Regions from separate parts of the Mus musculus genome. Here regions 2, 3, 4, 5, 6 and 7 are each linked to region 1. The links are chromatin contacts, called in public Hi-C, HiCAR-type, HiChIP or PLAC-seq and promoter capture Hi-C maps. All regions are on one chromosome and are shown on one strand. Each heading gives the region's core, a stretch centred on a gene start, on an enhancer-like site or on the middle of the called end of the contact. The rest is flanking DNA. Distances are from core to core; before and after follow the strand shown. Region 1 holds the start of Aff4 (AF4/FMR2 family, member 4). Region 2 holds the start of Ccdc69 (coiled-coil domain containing 69). Region 3 holds the start of Sec24a (Sec24 related gene family, member A (S. cerevisiae)). Region 4 holds the start of Lyrm7 (LYR motif containing 7). Region 5 holds the start of Cdkn2aipnl (CDKN2A interacting protein N-terminal like). Region 6 overlaps Cdkl3 (cyclin-dependent kinase-like 3). Region 7 holds the start of Ppp2ca (protein phosphatase 2 (formerly 2A), catalytic subunit, alpha isoform).

Region 1 (3,096 bases), core at 331-2,830:
TTTTTTAGTTTGAAACAGGACTTTGTTAAATTACTTAAGTTGGCTTCAAACTTGCTATACAGTTTAGGAATATTTGCTGAATTTGCAATCCTCCTTCCCCAAGCTGCAGAGTAGCTGAGATTACATCCATGTGTCTCCATCCTCAGTTTGGGCCCCTGTTGTAGCATTCAAGTGGCTGTCTATATGTGAGTGTGATGTGTGAATGTACCTGTTAAGGAAAGATATATATGTGTGCTACAGGGATAGAATTTAGGTCACCAAGATTGTGGGCAAGTGCCTTTAAGCCACTGAACTATCTCACCACCACCAGTATTTTTCATAAGGAAGTAGAAAAGATGGCCAGGCACACTGATACACTTCTTTAATCCCAGCACTTAGGAAGCAGAGGTAGAGGCAGGCAGATCTCTGAGCACCAAGCCTGCCTGTTTTACAAAGTGAGATCCAGGGCAACCAGGGCTACACAGAGGAAACCCTATGTAAAACTTAAGATTTATTTAGTGTTTTTCTTTTTGAGACAGGCTCTCACTATATATCCTTGACCTGCCCAGTGTTGGATATGTATATCAGCCTCACAGAAATCTTCCTCCCTCTGCCTCCAGAGTGGTGGGATTAAAGGTGTGCGCCAGACCATACCTCGATAGTGGTTTTGAGACATGGCTTAGAACTCGTGTGTAGTTGAGTGGATTTCCAAACTGTGAAATTACAAACTACAAATAACGAGTGAAGTGTTTCAAGATGTTAGAGGTGGAGAATCTGCATGAGGTACCATCAAATAAAGAAAGCAGATAAGAGACATGGGACACCAATGACAGGATTGTATGTTTTTCAGATGTAGAGGAAGAGGACACTTTTCTTGCGCTACTATTACTGGATTCTAGGAAACCTTAAAACTTTGTCTAATTACTGATTCCAATTAAATTATGGCTTGTCTGGACTAGCAGGATGTTAAGAGCGATGGTGTTTGTGTGTGTGTGTGTGTGTCGCCGTGTGTTGTTTTGACAGGGTTTTCTTAGTAGCTCAGATTGGCCTTGAATCCACTAAGTAGCCCACAGAGGCTGATATTTATTTATTTACTTATTTATTTATTTATTTATTTATTTTTTTAAGACGATGCAGGGCCGGCTTATCCTCCCACAGTAAGTCACACGCAGCAGTGGACGACGTCGCTGCGGACCTCCACGTCATCCTTCCCTCTCTACTCCTGCGGTGCGCTGCGGGACACGGGCGGCAGGGCCTGGGCCTTCACCTGCACCCCAAAACCGGTCGGCCGGGCTGCGCCCCGCCCCGCGGCGCCTCCCTAGCGGGCTGCGCAGGAGGGCGTGTGCCCCGGGCCGGGTTCTGTCCCCGGGTCTGACGCTGGTGCGGCCCCGCGGAACCTGCTGCGACCCGCGCTTCGCATCCCCGCTCCCCAGCCCCGGGCCCAGGCGCCCCCGCACGTCAGCCCGCGCGTCAGCCCCGCCGACGCCGCCTCCAGAGCAGCAGCAGGGCCGCAGCCCCCGCGCTGCCTGCGGGAGGGGCGCGGCCTGGTCACGTGACGCTCGCAGCAGCCCGGCCCTGGTCACATGGGCCGCGGCCACTGCGTCAGTCCCAGTCCCGGCTGCGGGAGTCGAGTCGTCGCCGCCGCCGCCGCCACCGCCGCCCCCAGCGGACGGGGCGGGGATCTTGGTGCCAGGGCCCCGTCAGCCCGCCCCCGCCTCAGTCACCCGTCCGGGGCTCGGCCGGGCCGTCATGGAGCGGGGCGGAACCCTGGCGTCCGCGGTGTGAGGTGCGCCGCCTCGGCTCCCCGTGGCCTCCGGATCGGCCGCTGCCCCTCGCCCCAGGCAGCCGGTCGCCGCCTCCTGGGCGGGCCCGAATGCGCGTCCGGTGAAGGTGCAGGCCGGGCGCCGCCGCCGCCGCAGCCGCGGTCGGGAAATGGTTCGGGCCTAGCGGAGCGGGGACTGGAGGTGAGAAGCCGCCTGACTGCCTGCCTGACTGACTGACTGACGTCTGAGGCGCGGCCGCGCCGCGGGGAAGGCGAGGCTCCGGCCGCTGACGCTGGCGGAGACCCGCGGGGCGGGGGGCCCCTGGATCCGGCTTCGCCCTACGTTTTCTCGTCCCACTTTCTCTCCGAAATCAATTTCAAACAAGAAAAATCATTTTTTTTTTCTTTAAAGGCCAAGCCGTTCCCATCCGACATTCCAGACGCCCATCATCTGGCCGTTTCTTCTTTTTTTCCTCCCCCCCCCCCCCCGTTGTCCCTTCCTCCATTCCTCCCTTTGATTCGGTCGGCGGATTTATCCTTTGAAAAATTTTTCCTTCGTCTGACTCAAGTCATTCCTAGTTAAAGAGAAAATAGGCCCAGATTCTGGCTATCATTTCTCAACTAGTTCTCGCCTTCCTTCTCGCGATCCTGCGCACCTCCCCCCACCCCCACTCTCCCACCTCCCCTCCACCGAAAGAAAAAAAAAAGGGGGGGAGGCTGGGGGGGTGTTAATTTCCGTCCTTGATGGTCGATGGGGTTTGAGTGGAAAAATGGGAACCTGGGTTGGAATAGGAGAAACCCTCCTTCCCGCTCGGAACCGGCCTGGTACCTGGCGATCGCCATGGCCGGGCTTTGGGTATTGATGTTTAGGCCTCCCCAGCTGCCTGTGCGCAGGGTTAATCTCGTAATTGACGTCAGTGCTTTGTTCCTTCCACTTTGCTGTTGCTTCCCACTCTCTGAGAACGGATCATGGGGTACAGGAGCCCAGGGTGTTTGTGGGGTCTCCTTATTAGGCTTTTCATTCACAGATGACACCTTTATGGGGAGTCGAGAGCCCTGATCTGAAAATGGTTGTGAGTGAAGTTCGAACCAAGAGTTCGATTCAGGGTTCTCCGAGTTTCGTCAGTTGCAAGTCAGAATTCTGGTTTTTCTTCCCCGCTGAGGTTTTAAACTGAAGCTAGCCTCCTTTCCAGTGCCGGAATCTAAGCCCTAGGTGCCCGTGAATAGGCTGTTTGTGTGACATTTAAAATGTGTGCTTTTTGTGGAGCCGAGGTGGTGGTGGGGGGAGGTTCAAAGCTTAAAGCTTTGTTTCCATGTTGATTCTCCGAAGCTTTATAAACTCTTTTGTTTGGATG
Region 2 (3,096 bases), core at 398-2,897, 1.7 Mb after region 1:
CTATTCTAGAGTTCTATCTCCCAGGGGTATTGGCAGACTGTGTAGATATACCGGGTGCTCACGACTTGACACCCGCATTGGAAATTAAGCAAAAAGCACCAACCAGGAGGGTTAGGAACAGGTGGGAACTTAGCCAAAAAGCAGCCCACTATCCAGCTCACAGGCACCGTGAGCAAAAGAACCCAACGAAGCTGCACAGGCCCAAGGCAGACATGGAGGCCCTTTGAGGCAGCAAAGGTGAAGGGCTTTGCAGTTATCAAGAAGCCCTTAGAAGCCAGGTATGGTAGCCCAGGCCTATAATTTCAACATTAGGGAGGCTAAGTAAAATTGAAAGTTTGGGGCCAATCTAGGCTACATATTGAGAGCTTGTCTAAAAAATCTGAACAAAAACATCCAGCCTGCTGTGGTGGGGAGGCTGGTAATCCCAGCATTGGAGAGGCAGGTGAATTAGCAGTGCAAGGCCAGCTTTGGCTACACATTAAGTTTAGGACAGCCTGGGCTACACCAGACCCTGTCTCCAAAAGTGGGGATGGGGAGAAAAATAAAACAATGAAAAGTTAGTCCAAGTGCAGGGGAGGGTTCAGAGAACACACACACACACACACACACACACACACACACATTGACAAAGTTAGGGGTAGATAAACAGAGGTAACAGGAAGACTAATGAGCTGAAGTTCCTTGCAAAATTAATCATTTTCACAGTGGGGACTGATGAAGTTCACGGGCTGTCCATCCCCACAAGGGGTGGAGAGACTGGCAGACAGGAAAAAACGACTAGGACTCTAGAGTGCCTGTTTCCTTCTCTGGGCCCCCGGCTGTCCTCAGTGGATTTGGCCCTGAATCTAGGCTCTGACCTCCTGACGTTTCTCAGACCTCAAGGGGCAGAAACCTGAGTCAGTCTCTTGGGCTCTAACCCAGCTTCAGGGCTCTGGGGCGGGAGGGACAGGAAGGAGGAGAGAGCTGCAGGAGACTACAAATCAACTCCCACTTTGGCTCCTCCCAGCTACCCTAAGGGCAGCCCACGCACCGCTCAGTTCCCGCAGGAAGCCCTGACCCGCTTCCTAGGCTCTAAAGGGTGCAGTGATCCCAGGCGAAACTCGTTAAGAGGCAGCCTGTGTCTAGCAGCCCTTGGGCAGACCAGGGAGTTGAGGTTTCCAACAGGTCTCAGGTGATGCTGGTGCTGTCCGGCTGTGGACCTATCAGAGATTGCCGGCCTTAGACCTTAGCTCAAGGCGCAGAGAGGTTAAGAACTCTGTCCTCTACTACACAGTGACAGCCCCACACTGAAGGCCACCTGCCACGGACACACCAGTCACCTCCCCGCGGGGACAGCAGGGTCAGCTGCAGTTTGTCTGGGACTGAGTGTGTTAACTCGGCTTCTGATTGCCGGGTCGGGCGGAGACAGAGCACCCCCACCCCCGCACCCCAATCTCCATGACTGCCCCCCCCACTGCTGTCCATCTGGTGTCCTCTGCTGTCCCTCTGAGCGCCCCCCAAGCAGACCTCCGTGTGCGGGCTCCCGGTACCTTCTCTGCGCGCTTGCCGCGGCTGTGCCGGCTTTGCCTGCAGCCCATCCTGCTTCGCGCGTCCCGCTGGCTGTGACTCTCAACCGCCCGGAGCTGCAGCCGCGCCGGCTGCGCGCCTTAAATGCCGGAAGAGCAGGGCCTGCGCGGGGCCCCGGCCGAGCCGGGGCCGGGCCAGGGCAGGTGCCAGCGGCGCTCCACGCCAGAAGTACCTGAGGCCGGGGCAGGAGAGATCCCCAGGAGCCACAGATGGTTCTCAGGACCCTCTGATGAGAAAGAGCTGAGAGGGAAAAGAACGAAAACAATTAAACCAGGCGTTGTGGCACACGTCTGTAATCCCAGTTCTGAGGAGGTGGAGGCAGGAGGATCACAAGTTCGAGGACAGTCTGATATATATAGGGGGTTTAAGACCAGGCAGGGCTACATGATAACCTGTCATACAAAGGGAACGGGGTTGGAGAGAGATCTTAGCAGTTAAGAGTATTTTTCTGCCCTTCCAGGGAACTATGGTTCAACTCCAGACACCCACATCGGGTGGCTCAAAGATGCCTGTCCGGCTCCAGCACATGGGCCTTTTAACCTCTGAAGGCACTGAGGGTGAGTGCCTATAGACCCAGCACTTAGGAGGCTGAGGCTGGAGTTTCAGGAAGAGGCTACAGAGTAAGTAAGAGCTTATCTCAAAAACAAAACTAACCAAGCAAGCAACCAAAAGAACAAGCCAGCTGCAGGCTCAGTGGGAAAGGCAGTTGCCTGTGATGCCGACTTGAGCTCCATCCCCAGGCCCCACTTGGTGGAAGGAGAAAAGGAACATGCATGCCAAGGCTCACACACTGCATTACCCATTCATAACTAAATCTACATTTCCTGAGCTGAAAAGGCCAATCAATTTGCAGTTCCAGGAGCCTGAGGCAAAAGGACAACCACAAGTTGGAGGTCAGTCTAGGCTACAGAGTGAGCCCTTGTCTCAAAAGAAAATGAATTAAAATTATCTCAGTGAGTAAAGGTGCTTGCTACTAAGCTGATGACCTAAATTCAATTCCCAGGAAAAAGAGAGCCAACTCCTGAAATTTGTCCTCTGATCTCCATATGTAGGCCATGTGCACACATGTGTGCACACACACTCACTCTCCCCTCTTCAATAAACAAATGAATAAATGAAATAAAAGTATACTTCAGAGAGGGACAATGCTGGTAGCAAGGCCCAGAGCCCAGGTCAAATGCTCCCCCAAACCTGGCTTTTGTAACACCCCTGCAAATAAATGACACCCACTTTCATTGTAAGCTTTCCACAAGGCTGGGCCAATAGCTTTCCCCAGCTCACAAGATCTGTGTGACATAGTCTTCTCTCCTCAGGACAGACACTGCAAGCTTGCCAGATGCAGTGGGAATGGGGACAATAGGGTCAGAATCTAGGACAAGAGACTCCTTTCTATCTTCTTGGAGTGCTCACTGGGAGCTGCACGTGGGAAGGCGATAACAGCTTTGAAAGTCAGCGCTCCAGAGTACTGGGCACAGGTTAGAAAATCCGTGTCAGGGTCACAAACTCTCTGAAAGTTGTATTGAAGAAAGA
Region 3 (3,096 bases), core at 218-2,717, 1.6 Mb before region 1:
TGTAGGAAGGCGTCAGGAATCCTAGAAGAGATATCCAATTATAAGATATTCTCCCGCCAAATGATAAATTATAGTGCCAGATGTACTCTCTCTAGGGTTCAGAGAGTTGTGACTAACTTACATTCTAAATGAAGAGGAGGGCCCTAGAAACGAAGCCCTAGCCATCCATCTATTTGGTTCTTCCACAACTGAAAAACTAAACAGGAGGCCCAAGGACTGTCGTAGGAAGAAGATCCTTGAAGAAAGATCCCTGCAGAGATGAGCAAGTCCTAAAGGGATCTGTCAAAGACGGAGTCATTCATTCATCTCTGCAAATTAGTATTAATAAGCACTGACCCGCCACCCCCCTGCACTTCGAGCCTGCGGACCCGAGATGAACCCTGCCCTCCAGGACACAGGACTGAGGTGGCGCATTGCGTGATGACACCCAGACACTATGACCTCCATAAGGCAGTTCTGGGAACTGATTTCGTCTACGATTCTTGTTCACCTCTTGTTTATCTCAGACGTTGCATACTGCAGGTGCTTACTGTTTGCAGGCTGAACCTATAAATACACATGAAACTGTCCCACCAGCGTGGATCTGCAGGTGCATGTCCACCGCGGCTCCCGGGTCCAGGCCGTCATCCGCCACTCCCCGCGGTAGACCTGGCTGGGACTTGTCCCTGGCCCGAGCTGTGCCGCCCTCCCCGCCCCCGTGCGGCACTCACCGTTGGTGTAGGGAGACCCCGAGGCTGAGGCGGCTCCGTTCTGGGCCTGGAGGCTAGCTGCGGCACCGCGGGCAGCGGGGATCCGGGGCTGGGCCATGGCGCCCGGGGATCTCAGGGTAAGACGGAGCCGTCGGGGTCGACCGCAGCGCCCAGCCTAAGAGCTCCAACAGGAAAACCGAGGGCAGGGACCTGGAGGCCGGAGAAGCGGAACACGCGGGGTGGCACGTCAAAGTAGAGGCATGGCGTGTCCGTGTCTTCTGCCCGCCGGCGGCCACGACCTGGCCAGGGCGCGGAGAGGCTCCGGAGTCAGGCCGGCTGGGCTGGGAACGCCGGGCTCGGAGGCAGCAGCCGAACCCGGAGAGGAGGGAGGCCCTGGGCGGAGCCGCCGGCCGCGCAGGCACAGTGGGGACACGTGGCACTTCCGGTTCCGGCTGGAGGCTGCGGCCGTGCTCTCTGTCCCCGGGGAGCTGCCCCGAGGGCACCTGACAGTCCCGTGTCCGGGCCCGGAGGACCGTGCACGGACTCGCCTGCCACGTCACGGACTCCCGCCGCCCGCCGGAAGTAGCCTGTGTCACCACTGCGAAAATACCCGGCGTGGAGAACGTCACCTTGCTGACAGTCCCAGGGGTGGTGCGGATTTTTAGAATCGATTGGGTGGGACAGGAGAGACCCGGCTCCTCTTCCGGGATTCTCTGAGGATTACCTGAGACGACCGATGTCCTCGGCTACCGCTGGTGGCCCAGCCGATGCTATGCCAGCTGTAGAGTGCAAGAGAATTTTAAAAAGAGGTGTTCAATTACGTGTGTTTGTCAAAGTGTCATGGGCGGGACATGGCGGCAATCAGGAGGTCGAGGCAGAAGTGTTCTAAGTTCGAAGGCGGCCTAGTCAGGTCAGCCAGGGCTGGAGTGAAGATGCTGGGTCAAGGTTAAAATGTCTGATGACGTTAAGGAGGAAGCTCTTCTTTTCAACTGGAGGATTAAGATTAATTTTGACGTTAGCCTGTTGGTAGCATAGTCACTCCGAAGTACATCCACCACACATGGATCGGGAATCCATCCCTCTCCTATCCCAGTGTTGACAATGGAGTCCAATGTCCTAGGGAAGCCCTTAGTTTACACTGAGCTAGGCAACTTCTATAATAACAAGTATTTAGTTAATACTGAGGCTCCAAGCCGGGCGTGGTGGCGCACGCCTTTAGTCCCAGCTCTCAGGAGGCAGAGGCAGGCGAATTTTTGAGTTCGAGGCCAGCCTGGTCCACAGAGTGAGTTCCAGGACAATCAGGGCTAATCAGAGAAACCCTGTCCCGAAAAAAAAAAAAATACTGAGGCCCCGGACTAAATAACATTTAAAATGGTAATTGTAATGGTATCGTACTCCTATAGTTCTGGATACAGAAAAGTGAGGCAGGAAGATCTTGAATTCAAGACCAGCCTGGGCAATTTACCAGGACTCAGTTTCTTTAAAAGGGGTTAGATATGTAGGTCACTCATAAAGAGTTTCCCTAACCTTGTAGGAAGAAGCCCTGAGTTCAAAAGAATTAAAGGCAGTTTACATTATGAGAGTTTACATTAAGTCGAATAATTCAAATGTCCTTTCTGGGCAAGTAGCTTGTGGGTTGCTTTTATTTTTACCCCCAAACAGACTTTCTGACTTGTAAGACCAAAGAGAAGTAGAAACTGGTTGGTTATGCAACATACTTAGTGATATCAGTGTGATCTTTAGCTACTTTGGTTTTACCTGCTCCAAGCAGATGACAAAGTCCTTCACAGATGTGTGCTGCTGATTGAAACGTATTATGCCATGAGTTTCACAACCTCGGGCGAAAGTACATCTTACCAAACTCATTTACTATCTAATGCTGGCTACGAAGTATTACAGAAAAAGAGCACAATCTAAAACTACTGTCAGACCCAAGAAGCAAGCAGTAACCACATATACAAATTTACCCTAACCTTGATTTCATTAATAGTTACCTCAAAACCATACTAAAATATATTTGCTCTGAGTGGAATTAAACAATTAAAAAAAAAGATTGTTTTATTGTTTTAAAGTTTGTTTTCTGTATGTATGGGTACCTACATAGAAGTATTTACACGCTGGTCGATGGTGGCACACACCTTTAATCCCGGCATTTGAGAGGCAGAGACAGGTGGATTTCTGAGTTCGAGGCCAGCCTGGTCTACAGAGTGAGTTCCAGAACAGCCAGGGCTACACAGAGAAACCCTGTCTTGAAAAACCAAAAAAAAAAAGAAAGAAAAGAAAAGAAAAAAAAAGTATTTTACACCATGTGTATGCAGTGCCCACACAGAGGTCAGAAGGGGGCACTGCATCCCCCAGCACTGGAGTTGACAGTTGTGACCGCCATGATGTGAGTGATAGCAAAGGA
Region 4 (3,096 bases), core at 414-2,913, 1.5 Mb after region 1:
GCCCAGCACTCGGGAGGCAGAGGCAGGCAGATTTCTGAGTTTGAGGCCAGCCTGGTCTACAAAGTGAGTTCCAGGACAGCCAGGGCTATACAGAGAAACCCTGTCTCGAAAAAAAAAAAAAAAAAAAAAAAAGACAAACAAAAAAGAGACAGATAGGCAGGCAGGCAGAAGCACACTAGCACACGCGCGCGCACACGCACACGCGCGCGCACACACACACACACACACACACACACACGAGACTAGGTGTCTAGATGTCCCTGCATCTTAGAAAGTGGAGAAGGGAGGATCACTTGATCCCAAAGTTTAAGACCATAGGAAGTCTGCAGTGTGGAACACTAAAGGATAGTAATCGGAGTAATTTTATATAGTACTTCCTGGGGAGTGGGGGTGTCCATTAATATAAAAACAGCACCACTAGCTTAAGACCATTATCCTAATAAAAAGAAAATGGGGGCTGGAGAGATGGCTCTGAGGTTAAAGCACTGGCTGCTCTCACAAAGGAACCAGGCTCTTCCCATCAGCCATACTGCAGCTGACAACCTCCTGTAACTTCGGTTCCAAGGAATCTGACACCCTCTTCTGGCCTCTGTGAGTACCAGACATGCACATGGTGCACAGACATACATGCCTTGCAAATAAAATAGTTGAAAAAGTTATTTTAAAAGAAAATGTGATCTTCATTACCACAAATCTACTAGAACCGGCATTACATTGTAGCTAATCATATCTTTTTACTTATTATTTATGCACTGTTGGGCATGGAAGCCAATGCCTTGAAAATGCTAAGGGCTCCAACTTAAAAGTTAAATACAACCTCAGCCCTACTAAGAAACTTCTTTTCAAACGCAAAAAGTAGCTGGGCGTAGTGGCTCGGGAGTCAGATTCCCAGCACTTAGCATGAAGATTGCTGAGAATTGGCCGCCGGTGTGAGCTACAAGTCTGAGGCCAGCCCCTCCTAATTCTTAATCAAACTTCAGGTGTCTGCCTATAAGTCCCCGTGATTCTTAAATTTCGAGACAAGATCTATGTTGCCTGGGCTTGCCATCAACAAGTAGGCTCAGCAATGCTGCCTCTCGCCCACTAGAGATTTCTGTATTCCTCTAGGTAAGTTAAATCCTATTTATAGGTTCACAAAACATGCTGTTTATTAATTTGAAGCACTTCTTACGATTTTATTAGTTGTTTATAGTCTTCCTACTATGGAACTTCTTTATTAAGGCATAGGTGGTCGGTTTATGGTCATCAGTCTCCTCTATTCACTACCTTTCATGGATCAGCCATCCTCCTCATTCATTGTCTCGTGTGGCTGTCACCCTCCTCCGCTCCGCGCCCCTCGAGATCCACTCCCTCCTCACTCACTGTCCCCCCCTTCTCCACTGCAGCCCCTCCAGGTTGTCTCCCTCATCATTCACTCTTCCACATGGCTATCAACCTCCTCCATTCACGGTCCATAGGGTCGTCTCTCCTCACTGCCCTCAAAATTGTCACCCTCTACCACTCATTGCCCCTGAAGGTTGTCACCCTCTTACACTCTCAGCCCCCCTCGGGGTCGCCTCCCTCCCTTGCCGGGGTCTTGAGCCTCAGCATCCCTGCACCCTCCTCCCGGCCCTGTCACCTTGGCGGGCTGACCCATGGCTCCCCACGCCGCTGACTCCGCCTCTGAGGGCGCCCCCTCTTGGCAACCAATCAGGGCCGGGGCACAGCTGGCGACGCTCCGCATAGCAACCAATCAGAATGCAACATGTCCTTCCTAGCCCGCCTTCCCCGCAGGAGGAAGTTCAGGCGTTTGCTAAGCAGAGCTAAGTATAAAAACGCGAGAAGCCGCGGTGCCAAATTACGGACAGGAGGACGGAAGTAGCTGAGAAGCCATGTTTGTTAGGGGCAGACTTCACTCCGCCGCGCCTAGCGTGCCGCTCGCGCACACTGTTTGTTACTGGGTGGCCTCGGAACCTGCTCGTTTTTTATCTCTTGTTTAAGGGCGTGGGCGTCTCTTAAGTGTCTATATTATAAGGTTTCCGGGCTGTGACTGTCTCCTTGGGAACGTAAGCAAACAAAAGCTAAGTCCTAACAACCACAGCCCATACATATCAGAACGCTGACTCCAGAACGTTCTGTTTGTACATTCTCTTAATTATTCCCCCCAAAGGTGCGGTTGAGTTGCCTGCTCAAGTTCACACCCTTGATCCCAGAGCCTCCTCACCTTCTGCATTATTGCCCTACTTATCTTGCCCCGTTCTTTGGTTTTGCTGAGGTAGGAAATAATTTATTAGAAGCTTCATAGTAATAACCATAAAACATTTATATACATTTTAACTTAGTACTTGCAGGCATGGATAAAAATTTCCACCTTGCTCCTGTTCCGCAATCATTTGCGTTCAACATTCCTGTAACATTTTAGGCTACTTTTAGGTAAAACTGACTGTTTATTAAGAATCAAAGATTCTTAATCTTTGATTAAGCTGAGTGTGGTGGGATATACTTGAAAACCCAGTATTTGGAAGGTAAAGTCAGGAGCATCAAGAATTCAAGGACAGCCCTGGTCTAGACTATATGAGACTCTGTGTCAATCAAAAAACAAAAAGGAAAAAAAAATTCTGCTTTTGAGACAGGGTGTCACAGTAACCCTGTCTGGTGTGGAACTTGTTATATAGATCAGGCTGGCCTCAAACTTTGAGATCTGCTGCCTCTGGAGTGCTGGAATAAAAGTTGTCACCACCAAACCTGTACTCGTCCTCAGGAATGCTTTCTACCTTGTTCAAAACCTAGAATTGGCCCAGAACTCACTGGTTAGGCTAGACTGGCTGTCCTGGTCTCAGAGATCTTCCCATCTCTACCTCCCCAAGGCTGGGATTACAAATGTGAAATACCATGCCTAGGGAGTCTTATATAAGAACACAAAGATAATTGTCAACTTTTAAAAATTGTTATTGATGGCTGGAGAGCTGGCCCAAAGCCTAAGAACACTGCTGTTCTTTCCAGAGGACCTGAGATTATTTCCCAACACCCATATGGCAGCTAACAACTGCCTGAACTCCAGTCCCAGGGGATCTGACACCTTCTGGCCTCCAAGGACACGGTATACATACACATCCA
Region 5 (3,096 bases), core at 284-2,783, 1.4 Mb before region 1:
TCAACAAAGAGATGCTAAAATTTATATCAAAATCCAATAGCATGGTGGAACACACTTAAAATACCAGCTCTGGAGAGGCTCAGGCATAGGCTTATGGCCTATGTTATTAAAAAACAACAAAACAACAACAACAAAACAAACAAAGCAACTGTAGTTGTGGGTGGCTGTAAGCCACAATGAGGGTGCTGGGAACTGAACCCATATCCTCTGGAAGAGCAGCCAGTTATCTTAACTCCCGAGCCATCTCTCTAGCCCCCATGCTCTCATTTCTAGACCAACCACTGCAGTACACAACCAAGGAACCAAGGATGTAGCTCACTGAAGCCTCCGCAGTGTTTTTAAGAGTCAAGCATCTTTCTCTGGTGATAAGGATGGCAGCAAATTTCCAGGCTCAAATAATTCTCCTGCCTTGACATATGGAGTAGCTGGGACAAAAGGTGTCTGTCACTGTGCCTGGCACATCAAATGTCCTCAGAGTCTGATCAGCTGAAGCTAGAATCAGAATTACCAGGGACCTTGACTCTGGGTATCTGAGGTTTCACTTGGGAACCTGCCACTGCAGTATCAGTCAGGGTATGGCATCTGTATCCTGGGACTCAGCTCTGGTCGCTGTTATCCAGTTAACTTGCTGACTGCTGGGGGAAAGCTGTTTCTGTCTTTGGATTCTCATGTTTGGTTCAGATGTTCCAAGCCGTAGTGTCAGCACTGTGTCTTCCTGAGGTGAGAGCACCCAGCTTGGTGCTGGTCCTCACTGCTCTGGCATTTGCGGACTGGATTGTATTTCTGCCTGCTGGGATCCTAACACTGCCACAGAAGCCACAGAAGGGAGCAAGCAAGCAGTTGTAGGCCAGCTTGGCCGTGTATGACCCTGGGGGAGCGGGAGGGAAGGATCTGCAATAGTAAACAGTATATAATGAACTTCCTTGAAGCCCACTCACCACTTAAGACCTTCACTAGATCTGGAGGTCCTGAGTTCTAGGCTTTCTTCTGACTCAAGCTTACATTTTATATTTTTACATTTATTTACTTGCTTGGTGTGTGTGTGTGTGTGTACATCAAAGTACCACAACTTGCATGTAGAAGTCAGAGGACAGTTTTCAGGAGTTGGTTCTCTCCTTCCACCATGAGGGTCCCTCACAAAGTCCTTTAGAGTGGGGCATCCTGGGCACGAAACAAAATGCCTTGTATGTACTGATTGGATGATGAATACAGCAAGATAGGAGAACACAACCTCAGTGAAGATGTTGAGATAACAGTGGATCCATAAAAGAGAGGACCTCACTCCCAAGGGACAGCCACAGAACTTAGGGCAAACCTCAGGTGTGGCTGAGGATAGACAGATGCCCGGTGAACGACCCAGGGCAAAAAGGGCACTGCAGAGTCCCAATGGGCACCTAGCTGCCAGCTCTATGCTGGCGGGCCTCAAGCTCCCCAGCAGTTGCCACACACGCTGGGTTGCACTAGACCTCCGTGCCCCGCGAGGGCGCTCCAGATAAGTCCTCCAGAGCACTCGCCCTCAGCCGTGGTCGCTCTAGCCGTGCGGCGGCGGCGCGGGGCGTGTCGGGAAAGCGGCGGGCTGGTGCGATCCTTAGCGGCGGCAGCGGCTGCGGCAGCGGGAGCCATGGTGGGTGGCGAGGCCAGCGCCGCGGTGGAGAAGCTAGTTTCCGGCGTGCGGCAGGCCGCCGACTTCGCCGAGCAGTTTCGTTCCTACTCGGAGAGCGAGAAGCAATGGAAAGCGCGCATGGAGTTCATCCTGCGCCACCTGCCTGACTACCGAGACCCACCCGACGGCGGCGGCCGCCTGGACCAGCTGCTGTCCTTATCCATGGTCTGGGCCAACCACCTCTTCCTGGGTTGCAGGTGCGGACCCCCGACAGCTGGCTGACCTTGTCCCCATCAGTCGATCCTCAGCTTGGGCATATACACTGCTCCACGCTGAACCTGGCGCCAGCCTCCTACTGATCCCCTCTTAGCATTCCCTCGGGAAAAAAATCTCTCCTCTGAGCCTCGCTTTTCTCTTGTGAATGAGTGGTTGGGATGACTACAGCAGCTGAATGATAGGGCGTGCAGTGCAGGTGTGCTCCAAGGCGGCCGAATTGCAATGGTCATTGTTATTACTGTTTATTAGCCCAGAGGACTTCCTTTCCAGAGTGTGTTTGAAGTCTATTAGCTCCTGTCGCCCACGTGACAAAAGTGCAGACTCTTCCTCTAGATGAAGACACCTAGCAAGAGGATGTGATGTATCTCACCATTGGTGGGTTTCACGCTAAGGCAGGATGTAATCTTTTCTCCCCTTTCTCTTCTTGGCTTCCCTCTTAGGAAAGTAACCCATGCTATCTTGTTGCTGTCCTAACTCCCCGCCCTCCCCAGTCTTTGTGATCACACCTGGAAGGCAAGAGCCTGGCCTTGAGATATTCCACCTGGAAATGACACCAGGTTTTTATACTCCCTTGTGATTTTTAATTTTTTTTTAAAGATTTATTTATTTATTATATGTAAGTACACTGTAGCTGTCTTCAGACACTCCAGAAGAGGGAGTCAGATCTTGTTACGGATGGTTGTGAGCCACCATGTGGTTGCTGGGATTTGAACTCCGGACCTTCGGAAGAACAGTCGGGTGCTCTTACCCGCTGAGCCATCTCTCCAGCCCGTGATTTTTAATTTTTGAGGCAGTCTTCCCTTATAACTGAGACTGGCCTCCAGTTTACTGTGTAGCCCAGGCAATCCTAGAACTTGATCCACCTAGGCAACCACGTCCTGAGAGGCATGCATGGCCAGGCTCTTCCAGGCTTCTAGAGTTTCGTGAGGTTGTGTTAGAACAGGAGACCCTCACTCATACCTGATTTTGTAGTGGTCACAGGACCCCCTCCAGGCCAAACTGCTTGGTTTACTTTTTGGGTTTTGTGTTAGGGATGAAACCCAGGCCCTTACACATCCAAAATAAGCACTCAGTCACGAGCCTCATCACCAGTGCTGAAGCGGCTTGGTTTCAGATGTTGGGATGATTTGTCAGAACCGGATGTGGGGACGCTGAGCTAGACACACCCATCACACACACAGGCCCATCCTCCTTCCTGCGGTGCCCTTTAAAATCTG
Region 6 (3,096 bases), core at 314-2,813, 1.3 Mb before region 1:
ACATTTACTAGTGAGATTCTAATGCATGGGATTTACCTCAGAACAGCACAGGAAGTGTCATGGAGGATACCTAGAAGTAATAATAGCTTTGAGCTGATGATTGTGGAGACAGATAATGGGGCCTTCCCTTGCCTGGGGAAGTGGGGCCATTATACTATTCACTATATTACATAAATTTGTGAGTAATTATGACCTCTATACATGTTTGAGATTATACATGTTACATTTGCTTAATTATTGTGCATATGTATATATATTACACATGCTTGGAAACAGACATACGTTTTCAATGACCACTCTTTAGGTAGAGGGCAGGGTGGATCATCCTTAGATCTCCCACGAGTTCTGTGAGATAAAGGAGAACTCCTGGTGACTTCTCCAGAGACTCGTTCGCCCAGTAGCACCTCGTCTTCCCGTATGGCATTCTCGTCACCCCTGTGCCACCTCAGTCAAGTGTGGGCTAAGCTAACTTGACTGAGCAGTGGCCAGCTGTGTGTGCGTTTCTCTGCACCTTTTATCTGTGTCCTCAGCTTTCATGTCTGGCTTCTTCCATTCTTTGCAGGGCTTTCCACCTACTCAGCCCGACATCCTGTGACAATGGATGTTATGGTGTCTCGGGGATTATAAAGTGTTATATTAAAGAGGAGATAAGACATCAAAGAATAGACACTAATGTTTTCAAAATGGTGATTACCTGGGGCTGGGATCAGTGTCCAAACCATCTGAGCTCACTCACACACTGAAGCTAGGAGATCACAGCATGCTTTTTCTTCCTGCAAAAATAGAAATAATCTAAAGACAGTGCCTTAATTAGTGTTTCTATCACTACGATAAACACCACGACCAAAAGCAAATTGGGAGAAAGGGCTTATTTCATCTTACAGCTGTAGTATTTATGTAGTCCATCACTCAGGAAACTCAGGGAGGGACTGAAGGCAGAGGCCATGAAGAGTGCTGCTTGCTGATTTCCTTTTTATGCCTTACTCAGCCTGCCTTCCTATACACTCTAGGACCACCGGTCAACCTTGGGGGCTTTCTCAGAGGATGTGGGAATCAAGTGATTGGTTACTAGAATGACACATCTTAAGAATTAAGATCTCAGAGCTGGAGAGATGGCTCAGCGGTTTAGAGCACTGACTGCTCTTCCAGAGGTCCTGAGTTCAAATCCCAGCAACCACATGGTGGCTCACAACCACCTGTAATGGGATCTGATGCCCTCTTCTGATGTGTCTGAAGACAGCTACAGTATACATATATATAATAAATAAATAAATCTTTAAAAAAAAAGAATTATGATCTCTAGTGTGGGCTTTAAACATAGTTTTGGGAGGTTGCTTGTGTTTCAAGCAAGCTGTTAAAACAACCAAATGAATCACTCTGGGGAGTGGGTGATACTGTGGGCCCTTCCTGGTTCGAGGCTGAAACTGGGCTATGTCTGTGGTAAGGAACTAGAGGAGGAAGCAGAGCTGACTCATTAAGATTTCAGAAGCCTGGTATGTGGAGCTAGGAGTCCCTGGCTGTTGCCAAGGCAACAGCACAAAACTTTCTTATCCAAGAGCTTGACCCAAGGGGAGGGGAACGGCTGGTGCGCTGGTGCGGTTGGCCACTCATCTGTGCATGCTGAGTTGCTCAGGGAACTGCAGGGAGGTCAGGTGTTCTCGCTGGTGTTATTCAGTTCTCCAGCATGTTGGCTTTAGAGAGACTCTCAGTGGGACTTCTCAGTGTGAGTGCAGGGGCCATGTTGTCCAGAAGGAGGTGGTGAGCTGGGGCTGGAGTCATAAGCTGCTGTGATCTGCCCAAACTCAGGGCCAGGCCAGGAGGGGACAAAAGCTAGGCCACAGCCACAGGAAGGCCAGATCACACTTATATAGTGCTTACATACATGGGCTACATAGTAAACTCTTACCTCACAAAGCTAAAATAAACTAGCAAAAATATACCAAAAACAACTTTTGCCCGGCAATAGTGGCACACGCCTTTCATCCCAGCTCTTGGGAGGCAGAGGCAGGTAGATCCCTGAGTTCCTGGCAAGCCTGGCCTACAGAGCAAGTTCCAGGACAGCCAGAGTTATTGCACAGTGAAACTCTGTCTTGGAAAGCCAAACAAGTTAGAAAGTTTTCTTTATAGTTAGGTATTTCATCTCCTCCATACACAGTCACTTTAAGAGGGCTTAAGTGTGTCTGTCTGCACAGTCAGCAGAATTTTTGCTGGACCTCATCCTGACCAGTTTTAAAAGCGCACCTAGATGGCTGTAGCCAAGCCATTGGTGTCCTTGGGTGGAAACCACCCTTATTTGTTTCTGTCACAAAACATTCACCCAGGGACAAACATGGGGTGACTCAGGACCAGGTCTCCACACTCTGGCAAAACTACTTGGAGATGCTGCTCAGGGGATACGACCCCATATTGCCTGTGCACATAGAGTGTGCAGCAGTGTAAGGCGAGCATGTTTCTCCACTGTCTTCAAGACAATATGAGCCATTGCTGTACCTAAGCCCCTTGCCTCAGTCTAGGGGACTGAGAGCAAAAGGGCCTATTCAGGAGAAGCCTTCACTTGTAGCTTCCTGAGTATGGACCCTGCCTCAACCATGTAGAAGGAGAGCGTGAACTGAAACCCCCTCACACACACGCACTATTGGCATGCCTGCTGAATGCACATGCACACACATGCACATCTGCATGCATGCACTGACATGCACATATACAGGATAATGATGATAAGATAGAAAAATTTTTAATTAAAAAAGAGAGAGATTTCCATGTGAGTCAGATATGGGTCACTCAGCTGGCTCCTACTGGTTTGGGGAGAGAAGTTGGAGGTTGCACACGTGTACCCATGACTAGGGAAACAGATGACAATTTGTCGTGAGTACATTCTACAGTATGCTATTCATCAGTGGAGCTGATATATGAAATGTGCAGGTGGCAATGTGGAAAAGTCTAGAAAGCATATTGAGGGGTGAGTAACAGGAAGACAGAAAGATATATAATACAGTATTATTCATATAAATGAAAATACATGCAAACATAGCACACACCTGATATGAACACATAAGCCAGAGGCAGCAACTATATTGGAATGATTGCTTCTAAGAG
Region 7 (3,096 bases), core at 208-2,707, 1.3 Mb before region 1:
AACTCTTACTCCTGTTTGTTTTGGGGGGCTATTCACTGCAAACCAGAGTCAGAATTTGAGCTGAAAGGACTGGCAGAACAAGTATGTATGGAGGCGTCTAGAAGAGTAGATCTCAGGTACTTTCTTCGGGAACTCTAGTGGGAGGTACCCACTAGAGAAAGCAGAATTGGTCAAGCCAGTTCCCCTGGCCAAGCAGGTTGTCCTTGATAAAGGAGGATTTTCATCCCTGCCATTTGTGGATGGGGCCACTGAGGTCCTCTTGTAGCTTGTGGGTCAGGGTGTCTTCTGATGCTCTGAGCTGTGTCTTCTCCGGTGTGTGACAGGCTTGACTGTTCCCCACAGTATAGCTAGGTCAGCTCTTGCCTTGACCTTCATGGATAACCATCCTTTGGCTTCTCTCCCAGACTCTGGAGGGGAGCAGTGTATGACTTCCATCCATTCCATTCATTTCCAGCCAGGAACATTCAAGCTCCACCAGGGCAGTAGCCCCTTTCTGTCTGCATGACCCCTTTGTCCCCTAAGCATGGGATCTGGTCAACAGTTGATGCTCTGTAGAGCCAAGTATCTCTGTGAATGCAGACAGTGCAATGTGAACACGTTTCACAAGCCTCAGAAGAGATTTATAACCAGGTCGAAGGCTGATCCTTAAGAATATCAGCTTCCTTTACAGAACACACGGTAGCTGCTTCTACCAGTACCAGAACACAGCCCTGGCTTGTTCCTCTAGAATGTAGGACAAGATTATTTCCAGTGGGCACAGGTCTCGGAGAAAAGTGCACACCAGAGGTGTTGAAGGCCACAGGAGAGGAAGCAAGGCTTAGGAAGAGGCCAGGATCGAAGGCCCACTTCGGCCCCGCCTTCGTGCAGGGACAGGTGTGTGCTGGGGGTGTAAGGTGCGCGGGCGACACATCCCAGCAGGTACACCTTCCTTCGCCCACGAATGACCTAATTATAGGAGCCTGCAACGGCCAGAGGTGGGGAAGGTCACTCCAGGCAACCTGCCACTAGGCTTGTCCCCAAAGGTGTGTGACTCCCTTGTGGTTCCCAGGGCTGCTGGACTAAGCGCCTTAGGGTTGCCTTTAGTCATCAGGCTGGCAGAGCCCAGACCACATCTGAGAGGTATCACCCAGAGGCCTTCCAGAAACACCAGGTCACAAGGAATAAAAACCTCGCCTACACGGACTGCTCATGCGCCGAGACCGCGCAGGCGCCCTGCGGAGCCTGGGACGCCAGGATTAACCAGCACTGCGCTTGCTCGGACTCGCTTCTTCCCTTCCCCCGCCGCCCTCCCAGCGGGAGGACCACGCCCCAAGAGCGAAGCCACTTCCTTCGGCAGCCAACTCCGCTGCGCTTGCGCCCCGGCTCCACGGTGCGCAGCTCTGGGTCCCGGCCCCACTCCGTCGCCCTCCCCGCGGCTCCCTGACGCTGGCGTGACGTCACCACGCCGGGCGGCCGCCATTACAGAAAGCCGAGTCCCGAGCTAGGGCGAGCGGAGGAGGAGGCACAGCGGCCGGCGGCCGAGCACTGCGGAGCGAGCCAGCGGGCCGGCGCCAGCGCCCAGCAGCCGCCTGGGGCCGCAGAAAGCACCCCGGGAGAGCGGCGGCGGCGTGTGCGTGTGGCCCGGGTGCGGGCGGCGGCGCGGGAGCAGCGCGGAGCGGCAGCCGGTTCGGGCGGGCGGCATCATGGACGAGAAGTTGTTCACCAAGGAGCTGGACCAGTGGATCGAGCAGCTGAACGAGTGCAAGCAGCTCTCCGAGTCCCAGGTCAAGAGCCTCTGCGAGAAGGTGAGCTGCTCTCGGCCGCGGGTGCGGCCTCTGCCCGGGCCCGCCTATCAGGAGGCCGCGGGGACGGTGCAACATGGCGGCACGGAGGCCAGACCCCCGAACCTAGCAGCCCGGCGCCCGGCGCTGCCTGCGGCGACTCGCGAGGGACCCGGCGCCCCCCGCCTCCCGCGCGCTGATTGGATGGCGCCGCCACCGCGGCCTAAAATGGCGCCGCGCGCCGGACTCCGGGCTTCGGAGCCTCCGGGCCGAACCCGGCCCGACCCTGGGAAGTGGGGCGGCCGGGACCCTCGGTGGCCCGGCGAGGGACTGGCTGGGCTTTGCGCCCGGGAACGGGTTCCGGACTCATGGAGTCAAAGCATTGCGCTTGCACTCGGGCTTGCTTCGTGGAGCGGGCGCTGCCCACAGGGTCCCCCACAGCAGGGCTTGTAGGCCAGACCCCAGCGCCTATGGAAAGGTCACCTCGCTTTCCTGTCGGTCTCCACGCCTCGGCTTCCCCGGAGCCCTGTTTAAAGTGTGTGTTTAACGATTATGAAGGGAGTCGCTAACCCAGTTCCTACGAAGGTCATAGTGGTAGTTTGAAGGGAGGAATATAAAGTTTTCTTAGTTGGACAAATGGAGGATTTGGTGAGTCATACTACAACGAAGAGCTTTGGGATTGGAAATACAGTGTCACATTAATTTATGATGTATATGCTGACTCAAATTGGGTAGTGTGAAACCCTTCTGTGTGTAACGTACTTGGCGTGGAGCCATTTATTTTTGAATGAGCAACATAAACGGGAAGAGAGTCAAATTTTTTATCCTCTCTGGTTGCAAAAGTTTCTTGGATTGTATTTTTGTGGCTACAATCAGCAGTAGAAATCCCCGTGTTGACCGATTTCTCTATTTCAGACATGGAACTGAGTCCACTCCTTGAAGTGATAACTCGGTATCTCAGGTTATCTCATTCCATTGGTTTTCTCCAAGAATTGGGGAAGCAAGTTGTTCATGTTGTATTCTTGAAGTCTTAATTAATGCAATTTTCTATTAGAAAAATGTGTCTCCACTTCATTTTAGCTTTTCTTTTCAGGGTTAATTTAACATTTAATTTTAGTGCAGAATTATGGATTATGTTAGTAATTTGTGTTAGCAGGAAGAACTTTTGGAGCACAGAAGATGCTCATTCTTTTGTGGCTTGGTGTAGAAAGGAGATTCTTGAGGTTGAATATTTTCTGATGACACAATTTTTCAGAAAATGCTGAAAACCATTTTGGTTAAGTCAAATGTAGATTTATCCCTTCCCTCCTTCCTTCCATCCCAAGTATCCCTGGCT

The links. Promoter capture Hi-C pulls out the DNA fragments that hold promoters and counts their contacts. Hi-C and Micro-C count contacts between places; a contact is called where the count stands out from the background. HiCAR-type assays count read pairs that join an accessible place to other places. HiChIP or PLAC-seq counts read pairs in DNA pulled down with a chosen protein or histone mark. Capture Hi-C pulls out chosen DNA fragments and counts their contacts.
Region 2: a contact with region 1 is called in a promoter capture Hi-C map of pre-B cells. The contact joins the promoter of Ccdc69 here to the promoter of Aff4 in region 1. A contact is called at or near these places in 2 of 39 promoter capture datasets (liver and pre-B cells) and 1 of 115 datasets of contacts at active chromatin or transcription factors (thymic regulatory T cells).
Region 3: a contact with region 1 is called in an H3K27ac HiChIP or PLAC-seq map of stem cell-derived neural progenitor cells, with 5 times the contacts expected there. The contact joins the promoter of Sec24a here to the promoter of Aff4 in region 1. A contact is called at or near these places in 2 of 39 promoter capture datasets (cranial neural crest and liver), 4 of 115 datasets of contacts at active chromatin or transcription factors (astrocytes, epiblast stem cells, pancreatic cancer cells and 1 more) and 2 of 9 other capture datasets (adipose tissue and macrophages).
Region 4: a contact with region 1 is called in a Hi-C map of B cells, with 8 read pairs. The contact joins the promoter of Lyrm7 here to the promoter of Aff4 in region 1. A contact is called at or near these places in 3 of 39 promoter capture datasets (liver and pre-B cells), 1 of 484 Hi-C or Micro-C datasets (B cells), 1 of 115 datasets of contacts at active chromatin or transcription factors (pancreatic cancer cells) and 1 of 9 other capture datasets (liver).
Region 5: a contact with region 1 is called in a HiCAR-type map of astrocytes, with 7 times the contacts expected there. The contact joins the promoter of Cdkn2aipnl here to the promoter of Aff4 in region 1. A contact is called at or near these places in 3 of 39 promoter capture datasets (cranial neural crest, hippocampal neurons and pre-B cells) and 2 of 115 datasets of contacts at active chromatin or transcription factors (astrocytes and large pre-B cells).
Region 6: a FOXA1 HiChIP or PLAC-seq map of pancreatic cancer cells shows a contact between it and region 1. The contact joins the enhancer-like site here to the promoter of Aff4 in region 1. A contact is called at or near these places in 2 of 115 datasets of contacts at active chromatin or transcription factors (microglia and pancreatic cancer cells).
Region 7: a contact with region 1 is called in a promoter capture Hi-C map of liver, with 2.7 times the contacts expected there. The contact joins the promoter of Ppp2ca here to the promoter of Aff4 in region 1. A contact is called at or near these places in 1 of 39 promoter capture datasets (embryonic stem cells), 6 of 115 datasets of contacts at active chromatin or transcription factors (astrocytes, cardiomyocytes, epiblast stem cells and 3 more) and 1 of 9 other capture datasets (liver).

The regions. Positions count from the first base shown.
Region 1 is chr11:53,349,187-53,352,282 of GRCm38.p6, forward strand. Aff4 (AF4/FMR2 family, member 4) reads left to right here and starts at 1,581. Exons shown (of 21, transcript NM_033565.2): 1 at 1,581-1,943.
Region 2 is chr11:55,076,484-55,079,579 of GRCm38.p6, forward strand. Ccdc69 (coiled-coil domain containing 69) reads right to left here and starts at 1,648. Exons shown (of 7, transcript NM_177471.4): 1 at 1,530-1,648. The coding sequence starts at 1,577.
Region 3 is chr11:51,755,367-51,758,462 of GRCm38.p6, forward strand. It overlaps Sec24a (Sec24 related gene family, member A (S. cerevisiae)), which reads right to left and starts at 1,468. Exons shown (of 23, transcript NM_175255.3): 1 at 711-1,468. The coding sequence starts at 807.
Region 4 is chr11:54,858,934-54,862,029 of GRCm38.p6, forward strand. It overlaps Lyrm7 (LYR motif containing 7), which reads right to left and starts at 1,664. Exons shown (of 5, transcript NM_029327.5): 1 at 1,619-1,664. The coding sequence starts at 1,636. It overlaps Gm31490 (a long non-coding RNA gene), which reads left to right and starts at 881. Exons shown (of 3, transcript XR_879859.2): 1 at 881-1,107; 2 at 2,983-3,096.
Region 5 is chr11:51,966,098-51,969,193 of GRCm38.p6, forward strand. It overlaps Cdkn2aipnl (CDKN2A interacting protein N-terminal like), which reads left to right and starts at 1,534. Exons shown (of 3, transcript NM_029976.3): 1 at 1,534-1,860. The coding sequence starts at 1,622.
Region 6 is chr11:52,078,653-52,081,748 of GRCm38.p6, forward strand. The region is part of intron 13 of Cdkl3 (cyclin-dependent kinase-like 3); the gene reads left to right. Among named protein-coding and RNA genes, the nearest start is that of Ppp2ca, 19 kb to the right of the region's middle. Within about 2 kb of position 1,564, at least 179 of the 459 cell types and tissues checked have an H3K27ac peak or open chromatin away from gene starts, as enhancers often do. A contact at or near this core is called in pancreatic cancer cells, where this site is marked.
Region 7 is chr11:52,097,367-52,100,462 of GRCm38.p6, forward strand. It overlaps Ppp2ca (protein phosphatase 2 (formerly 2A), catalytic subunit, alpha isoform), which reads left to right and starts at 1,458. Exons shown (of 7, transcript NM_019411.4): 1 at 1,458-1,784. The coding sequence starts at 1,683.